Regions from separate parts of the Mus musculus genome. Here region 2 is linked to region 1. Evidence: chromatin contacts called from public Hi-C data. All regions are on one chromosome and are shown on one strand. Each heading gives the region's core, a stretch centred on a gene start, on an enhancer-like site or on the middle of the called end of the contact. The rest is flanking DNA. Distances are from core to core; before and after follow the strand shown. Region 1 overlaps Ephb2 (Eph receptor B2). Region 2 holds the start of Ephb2 (Eph receptor B2).

Region 1 (4,285 bases), core at 1,241-3,740:
CTCAGGCTGGCCTTCAACTTGCTAGGTAGTTGGGGACGACCTTGAACCCTGATCCTCTTGCTTCCTCCTGCAGATGCTGGGATTACAGGTTTTTGCCACCACACCTGGCTCTCATGGATCTTTTTAAAGAAAAACAAAACAAAACAACAAAACCAACAAAAATGAACCACTGCTGAATCTAATCAGCTACATAATGATAAGAGTGGAACCTAGGGCCTTCAGCCTCTAAGACAGCACTTCACCACTGGCCCCACCCCAGCCTAGGAGTTTTCTGTCTTCATATTCCTGTCCCTCTCCCAGACACATTACATGTATAGATGGGTTCTGGCTCAAATGAGCAGTTACCAGTGTACCAACACCCTACTGGGTGTTCTACCCTATAGGGTTTATAGGGAGCTGGGGGAGGGTGGCTGGCTGGGGGGAGGGTGGTCTTTGCTTGCACTGGGTGAGCTTTCCTGGTCTGCATTTGTTTAGGAGATGCCTCTGACATAGGGCTGAGAAGTCCCCGGACTCTTCTCACAGCTTTGGACAGGCATTGCCAGGTGACCCGTTGGCGCCTTTGCCGCTCTGCCCCCCTCCCGGCAGTTGCTGCTCTCTGCCTGTGGTCATGCTCACCAACAGGACTATTAGGTCTGTGGCTTTGTTTTCTGTTTTACTCCCAGAATCCTATGCTTGTTGGGAGGGGAGAGGTGGGGGTAGGGAGCAGGGGTCCTCTCGGGCCCTGGGATGGTTTTCTTCCAAATCTGCTCTCAGCCTCAGCTTTTCCCTCGGAGACTGACCAGTGGCCCACATGTGGCTGGAGGAGTCTGGAGGAGGAGCCTGGCCAGTCTAGGGGTGCGTAGGAGGGAGGCAGTAGCCTCAAGCACTCGTTGGCTTGGTAGGAGGGGAGATGGGGTGGGGTTGGAATGCTGGGGGAAGGGGGTAGGGTCATGGGTGACCTCTGCAGACCTCTAGACTCAGCTCAAACCAGGACCACACAGCCCAGCCTTTAGGGAGTGGGGAGAGCCTGGATGGATTAGATGGGGCAGGGATCCTGGCCAGCACTTGAAAGTTGTTCAGGCCCTCGCTCTTAGAGTCTGGACAATCAACTTCCTGTACTTCCTTTTCCTGTCCACTCTCGGGTCCACCAGTCTATCTACCATCTTAGCCTTCTGAACACCAGCTTTTTTCTTGGTAGGGTATATGTGTGTGTGTGTGTGTGTGTGTGTGTGTGTGTGTGTGTGTGTGTCCTGGTACCCATGCACACCTGTGCATACACGCGGAAACCAGAGATCAGCGGTTTCTTCAACTGCTCTCTATTTTTTGAGCCAGTGTTTCTCAGTGATGGGCTGGACTGGTTTGGTCCACAAGCCCAGGAACCTTCCTGTCTTCCCCTCCCTAGCACTGAGGTTATGGGCACAAACCTCCTCACCTGGCTTCTGACATGAGTGCTCCTTGTCCTAACTTAGGTCCTCATGCTTAGGCCACTTCCCTGTCCCCTAGACTCCCCTTTATAACTGTGACCCATGTCATCTCCCTGGTTGTGGAGCCTCCACCCTCAAGAGTCTATGGAGAGCAGCCAGCAGGATGTGAAGGGAGGGATTTCAGCTCTCTAAACTGAGAAAGAGGGGTGTTAGACCTGATCCAGTCCCCCACCTCCTGTGACCCTAGAGCTCCTGGTTTGGGGGAAAGGGAAGAGCTGGGTAAGTGAGTGCTGAGGGTGGAGATAAAGGGTTTAGGATGTAGGACTTCTGGGAAAAGAGCAACCAGGAAGACTTCCAGGTGGAGGAGGCCATGGTGGGCCATTTCTTCCAGTTCAGAGAGTGGTGGGTAGAAATGATCCTACGGGTTGGGGGAAGCCCTCCAGATGGTCACAAGACCTCTCTCTCTCTCTCTCTCTCTCTCTCTCTCTCTCTCTCTCTCTCTCTCTCTCTCTCTCTCTCTCTCTCACACACACACACACACACACACACACACACACACACACACACACTGTCTTGGCTAGTCTTTAGCCAGAGAAACTACTTCAGGCCTTCAGCCAACAGTACCAATACTTACCCAGTGCCCCTCTCCCGCCCAGACCCCTTGCTAAACTTCCCATCAGATTTGGAAGCAGAGACGGGGCCACCGTGGGACCCCATGTGGGCAACAGTCTCAGAGCTATGATCTCATGACCTCCCACATCTCATTTCTTCCGCACCGGTGGTGTCTCTTGCTGACCCCTCTCCTCCCTGTGGGTTGCTTCAATTTTAAAGAAAAAGACTCTGAGGTTCAGAGGAGTTCTGCAGCTGTCTAAGATGACATACGCATGATGGGTCGGGCAGCCTTGGCTCAGGCTGGCTGGAATCGGAGCCATGTTCTCTTATCCTTTCGACCTCACGAAGCTGCCCCTGACCCAGACAGCACCGGGGTGACAGGTTTGGGCCAGGCTGCCTCCTCCACAGTGCAGCAGGCTCATAAACTGCTGGAGACATTCCCTTCCCTCCGGCCCAGTGCCTTTTCATCTGGCCGGGCCTGGGATCTGGCGAGAGAGGCCCCCGTTTATTGAGGAAGTTTATGCATTTAACAGTTTAAGCCTTTCTAAGCCTGTGGTACAACAGGATTTGGGAGCCGTTAACAATGCTGTGTGGTTAAGAGATTTTCATTGCTCCGTAGCAGCTGGCTCTGGGCCCACTGGCCTGTACTGGCCTCCGCCCCACCCTGTTGGGGTGCCCCCTCCCTAGGGGCCTTTGTCTTCGAGTTCAATCCTTACTGTATCCCGCCCACCCTCCATCCTCTCACCCCAAGCCTCCAGGTATAAATTTTAAACCTCACAGAAGGAACTGATGCCCAGAGAAGGAATAGGAATTGCCATAAGAGACTTGATCTGGGTTAACAAGAAAGCTCAGTAGGTAAAGGTGCTTGCCACCAAGGCTAAGGACGTGAGTTCGATCCCCAGGACCCAGGTAGTGGAAGGAGAGAACAGACTCCCACAAGTTGTCCTCCCACTTCCCGGCATGTCCCCTGGCACGCAATCCTGGGTACATGTATACACACACCAAGTTATTAAGTAAATAAATACATGTGATTTTTTTTTAAAGACAGACTTCAACTAAGGTTTGGGGGAGTCCCTTTCCTCACCCCAAATCCACCTGGAATGAGGGTCAGTGTACGATACCGTTAAGTCCTTGTTAGCAGACTCACAAAAGTGCCCAGATACCAACTTGATCTGTTCTAGGCTTGCTCGGTGGAAGCGGGGCTCAGCAAGCTCACTGCCTTCCAGGTACAGAGCCTGCTGGGGTCCTGGTAAAACTTCCTCACTGTGCCTGCCCGGTGCTTTCTCTGCACTGTGGTCACACGAATCCCATGTGCACTGTGTTTATTTCCTGACACCCGCCTGGCTGCGGCAGAGCCTGGGGGCGCTCTGAGTCATCAACCCGTACCCTATGAGATGCTTTGATCTTAATGATGCCCACGTGCTTGCTTTTTGCCATTTTGGAGACAGGAAAACCGAAGTCAAATTGCTGGACACTTCGTGAGGTCAGAGCTGGGACTCAAACACAGCAGGCAGCCTCCCTGGCCTGGGTGTTCCTAGCATCTTGGCATCTCTATGGTGTCCAGCATGGAGCACCCCACTCTATTGTGCTCCCTCTTAGGGGCTTGAATCCCAGAGCTCCCCCAAGGCCCAAGAAGGACTGTGACTGGGTAGGAGGAAGACTGTCTCCAGCTTAGTGAGGCTTCTCACACCCAGAGTCCTTGTGTCTATGTGAAGGTCTGAGGGTAGAATTGGCAGTCTATGGATAATCCCCCAAACAACTGAACTGGCCTGTGGCTGGGGGTCCCTCTGAAGGGTGGGCTGGTCTGGAGACACCTAGCTTCTAATAGCTCTGGGCGATGGCTGCTCTGCCGAGCCCCCTTTCATTATGGCTGCTGTGATCCCAGGGGTATTTTCTGGCCGTGGTAACATGACTGTCACCCCAACCTCATAGCCATACCCACCCCCATTTCAGTCCCATTGAATACCACACGAGCATAGTCTCTTGTTCCTTTGTCCCACTGCCCCAGACCACAGGAATCGGAGACAACTATTCTGCTCACCAGCTGTGTAGCTTGTACGCATTGACACCCAAGTGCCCTGCGCCTTCAACTTGGAAAGCTGAGGCAGGATTGTGAGTTCTAAGCCAGCTTGGCTTACACAGAGCCCAGACCCTTCATCCCATGGTCCTCCCAAGTCTGTCTCTCTCATGGACTCTGTGAGGTGCGGATTGAAGGCCCTGGAAGAACTTAACAGGGCTGGTGAGATGGCTCAGTGAGTAAGAGCACCCGA
Region 2 (4,285 bases), core at 925-3,424, 74 kb before region 1:
CCTTTCTATAGGATCTCAAATGGGGAATCATACAACACGGAGGGAGAACGGGATGGGGAAGATACGGGGCTTTGTTTATTGCTACAGTGATTTTTTTTTTTTTTTTTTTTTGCGTTTGGCCAGGTAAAAGTCCAGACTGCTATCAATTAATGATAAGGTTTTCAGTGACTGTGGGAAGTTGGCTAACTGAATAAACGTGTTCTATGGACCTATGCAAGGCCCAAGGGATGAGTGTGGGTGTCAGACACTGCTTGAATCCTAGCTCCGATGCGCTATTTGGCCTTGAGCAGATGACTTACCTGGTCCTCAGTCTCATCACCTGAGATGGCCTGCACCTGCCACCAGAGTTGTGACAATGGAGGAGAGGAAAATCTGGAAACGTGAACAGCCCCGAGCCTCATCCCTGGTACCCGGGTTCTCAAAGGATGCTAAAATCTAGTATTTGTATTTTGAATCAAAAAGGATTTTAAATCAAGAAGGAAGCAATTGCTAGGGGTGGGTGGATGGTGACAAGGGTCCCCAGGGGATAGAAAGAAAGCAGAGCTGAATCCACCCAGGATGTAATAGATGGCCCATAAATGTTTCTGGAAATGGGGAGGGGCCACCTGTATACACCAGGGATGGAGGAGAAAAGGCTCAGAGTCCACCAAATCCTAAGCCCCTTGGTTTGTCTGATGAGGAGAAACAGAGAAAAAAAAAAAAAAGCCAGGGCACCCAATTAACTTCTACCCCAGGCAGGAGTCTGCAGGCAACACGGAGTGGAAGGTGTTGGCAGAGAGGGTGATCTTCCCTGTTGTCTTCTATTCTCCCCGGCTCACTTCTGTTCTGCCTCCTTTGCAACCTTCGAGGCCCACCATTTCCAGGTGGCCTCCCAGGCTGAGGTTCATTTCTGATGGACTCTCAATGCTTCAAAGGGTGCCCCAAATTTCCAAACCTCAGTTGGTGTCTCAGGACAGTCTGTCTGATGGGCCTTGAAGGGAAGACATCTCTGGGACGTTTTGTTAGTTTGTGGGACAAAGGGACTGGAGAGGTCTGCACTGGACTTTTAACAGCTTGTCTCTCTAAAGCATTCTTCCACCCACTGCAATGATCATGGCCAGTGCTGTTGGCTAAGTGTGTTTTCAGGAGCGCGGGTCCCAAAGGCTAGGGGCCCTGCCTGGGTGGTTCCCGCAGGATCCCTCCAGTCCTCCCACCACCGGTCTCAGCAAGCCCGCTAATGATGATGGTGATGAAGGCTGTCAGAGCAGGCTGGGCCCGCAGAAATGGAACAAGGGGTTGTGTCCTCCCCGAAGGGACAGCTATGCACAAAACCGAGCAGCCCAGACAGGTCCATTCCACCGAGGGGTGGAGTAGGGGCTGTCGCTAGGCACCCCCCACCCCCGGGCCTCCTCCACACCCCTGCTCGCAAACTGCACCGGGAACCAGATCAACAGAGGAGAAATACAATGTGCGGCTGGGAAGGTCCGCGGGGAGGGGCCGGTGGGCTCGCGCAAGACAACAAGGCAAGGAGGGAAGGCCCGGGGTCTGCCTGCCAGGGCCCGCCACTCCTGCCAGAGAGAACCCCGGGCCCGCGGGCGAGCGCCAAGGCCCACTCTCCCAGGCAGAGGCCCCAGCCCAACCCTAGAGCCTGGGAAAGCCGCCTGTTTTGTTCCCAGCTCCCCCCTCTTTCCCCCCCTCATTCATTGCAGTTCAGTCCCTTTCGAAGCCGCAGGGACGCGGGTGGCAGGGCTCAGGCAAGGGGGTGGCACTCCCAGTCCTGACAGGTAGGGCCAGTCCCCCGGCTTTGGGCAGCCCCTTCCTCGTTCTCCGCCCCCCCGCCCCGGGTCCCCTCTCTCTGCTCCTGTCAGCCGCGCCAGACGATCTCGGCTTTGCAGCATTCAATAAAAATTGAGAAACATTTGGGCTGAAATCGCTGCTTTATCTGGAGGAGCCACAGCGCCGGGAGAGACCACTGCTGCGCGGGGGGGATTCCGGGGTCCCGGACACCCGGGTGAGTGGGGTCACGATGCTCCAACACGGTTGCTGCCCCATCCGAAGGGACTCAAAAGATTTAGAAGATCATGACTCGGGCGTGGTGCAACCCGTGGGTGCACCGGGCAGAGGCACAGGATTGGCAGTCCAACCCCGGCTCCCCCCACGCCCGCGGCTCAGGTGGGCCGTGCCCAGCGCTGGCGGAGCCCGGGTCCCCGTTCTGCCCGGGCTGGATGGCTCATTCTGCTGGCTGCGCGGCGGCGGCGGCTCGTGTGTGTGTGCGCCGCGCCCCGCCGCTCCCCGCCGGCCCCCCGAGCCCGGGGCGCGCGCTCCAGCCCGGGGGTCCCCGCGGCGCCGCGGCCGGAGGCTCCGGGCAGCGCAGCAATGGCCGTGCGCAGGCTGGGGGCCGCGCTGCTGCTGCTGCCGCTGCTAGCCGCCGTGGAAGGTGAGCGGGGATGGGGGCGGGGAGCGGCCGCCTCGGCCCCGGGTCGCCCCCTCACTCGGCCCCGCGGTCGCAAAGTTTGCCCGGGGGCCGGTGCCGGGCGCAGGTGGCCGCGGGGAGGTGTGGCCGGCGGCCACCGCTGGGAAAGACGCGGGGCCCCGCGGGCGCCCGGGCGAGCGGCGGGCGCTGATTGACTGTGCCAGGAGGAGGCGAAGGGACCATCTTGCCGAGGCTTTGTAGCCAGCCGGGTGAGCGCCGCCCAGGGCTGGGGGGTCTTACCACTGCGCGCCCGCCACCGAGGTCCCCGCATCCCCGCAGAGCCCGGCAATGCCTCGGCACCGAGCTCAGGGGCGCGGGCCCGGCGCGCAGTGGGTGCTGCAAAGTTTGGCAGGGAGCGTTCCGAGGGAGGCACCGCGGCCGCGCCAAGGATTGGGGATCCCTGGCCGCGCCCCCTTGGATGCAGCCTGGGCCACCCGAAGAGCAGGGGCACCCGTGGAGTGGAGCGAAGCGCGCGTGTCCCCCACCCTCGCGTCCGTGCCCGCCCGGTCGCTCGCGGCGTACAATGGGGTCCCCTCCCCAGCAGGACTGAGCGGGGGATGGGGCGATGGGCATCACTCTTGCGCGCCGGGTTCTCCGGGTACCTCCGCGGGCCACCGCCCCGTGGGCGACAGAGCTCAGCGTGGAGTCTGGAGCCCCGAGAACTCTCCAGCTGCCGTCAGAGACCGGACCAGATGCTTTGCCATGTGTTGTTGGCCTTGGCCTGGGTCTCTGGGCCTCTCCCCGAGGCCTCGCGCTGTGGTACCACCCGACCCCCCGGGGGCGGGAGTGGCTGCCAGGTGGTCGCAGCTCGCTGGCTTTGGAGGAAAAGTTGTTAGTGGGGGTCTGGGTGTGTCCACCAGGAATGGCCGGGCTGGAAGGACCAGGCGTGAATCCTAATAATGGTTCTCACGTGTACTGTGCTCTACAGTTTGCCAGTCGCTTCAGTTTATGAAGTACTTTGCTCTCCGTGGTTTACAGCGTGCTGCACGGTTGACAAGGTACTTGAAGCCTTCTTTGCAAAGTGCTTGCCGGCCGACAATCTGTGTTGAATCCTTCAGAAGTCTTCCGGGAAGCCAGATGGGTCGAATTTTTACTGGTTTTTAGCAAATAGGGAAACCGCGGGTTCAGAAAAATCCTGTCTCAGCCCTAGCCATTGGGTGATAAAAATAGGCCCTGAGTCTGAGGTCTTTCAAACAACTGGCTGGGTTTTCTTACCCCTAAAGAAGGTGACCCGTTCTAGGAGTGTGCCACCGAGGGCTTGAGGGGTGAGACACAGAGTGCCCTATTCTTGGGTCACTTTGGGGTGAGGTGTGAAGAAGCCTTGAGGGCTCCAGGCACAGCCACTCCAGGCATGGTGGGGGACCCCGTGCTATAACTTAGTTTCTTTCCCAGTAATGAGCATTTTAGTGACCGCAGTGGGGAGGAGAAGGGGGGGGGTCCTTGGATGGCAGCCATAGTGTTTGGCACCAAGGCAGCTGTCCTCCGGCTCCTGCAGGATTTGGCGGCTGCCTGCGGTTTCCCAGAGTGGGGTGGCCAGGGCACTGAGGGTGCCACGGGCCCTGGGTGTGGAGGGCAGCCGTGGAGCCCGGCTGCTGGCGGGGAGCTCCCTGGGAGCTGGTTGGTGTACCGCGTATTACTCCGGCTTTGGGGAAATGACTCATGTGCTGGCCCGCTATACGTTGGGATGTTTACAGTATTATGGGGAGCTTGGCATAAATATTGCTATTTAGGTTGCAGTCAGTGGGGCTGGAGGGGAAGAAAATTGGCCTCTCTTGTGCGTTTGAGAAGGCCCGAGTGTGTTTTTAATTACCGTGGGGTAGATGGAAGGGCCAC

What was found. Hi-C and Micro-C count contacts between places; a contact is called where the count stands out from the background.
Region 2: a Hi-C map of uterus shows a contact between it and region 1, with 2.5 times the contacts expected there. The contact joins the promoter of Ephb2 here to the enhancer-like site in region 1. A contact is called at or near these places in 13 of 39 promoter capture datasets (the 3T3-L1 cell line, the HPC-7 cell line, cranial neural crest and 6 more), 23 of 484 Hi-C or Micro-C datasets (the G1E-ER4 cell line, LSK cells, adipose-derived mesenchymal stem cells and 10 more), 20 of 115 datasets of contacts at active chromatin or transcription factors (the HPC-7 cell line, the NIH/3T3 cell line, bone marrow-derived dendritic cells and 12 more) and 4 of 9 other capture datasets (adipose tissue, embryonic stem cells, embryonic tail and 1 more).

The regions. Positions count from the first base shown.
Region 1 is chr4:136,760,141-136,764,425 of GRCm38.p6, reverse strand. All of the region lies in intron 3 of Ephb2 (Eph receptor B2), which reads left to right. Among named protein-coding and RNA genes, the nearest start is that of Gm52708, 37 kb to the left of the region's middle. Within about 2 kb of position 2,490, at least 34 of the 459 cell types and tissues checked have an H3K27ac peak or open chromatin away from gene starts, as enhancers often do. A contact at or near this core is called in the HPC-7 cell line, embryonic limb bud, embryonic tail and 1 more, where this site is marked.
Region 2 is chr4:136,833,901-136,838,185 of GRCm38.p6, reverse strand. Ephb2 (Eph receptor B2) reads left to right here and starts at 2,174. Exons shown (of 16, transcript NM_010142.4): 1 at 2,174-2,416. The coding sequence starts at 2,356. Gm31536 (a long non-coding RNA gene) reads right to left here and starts at 2,251. Exons shown (of 5, transcript XR_881502.3): 1 at 300-2,251.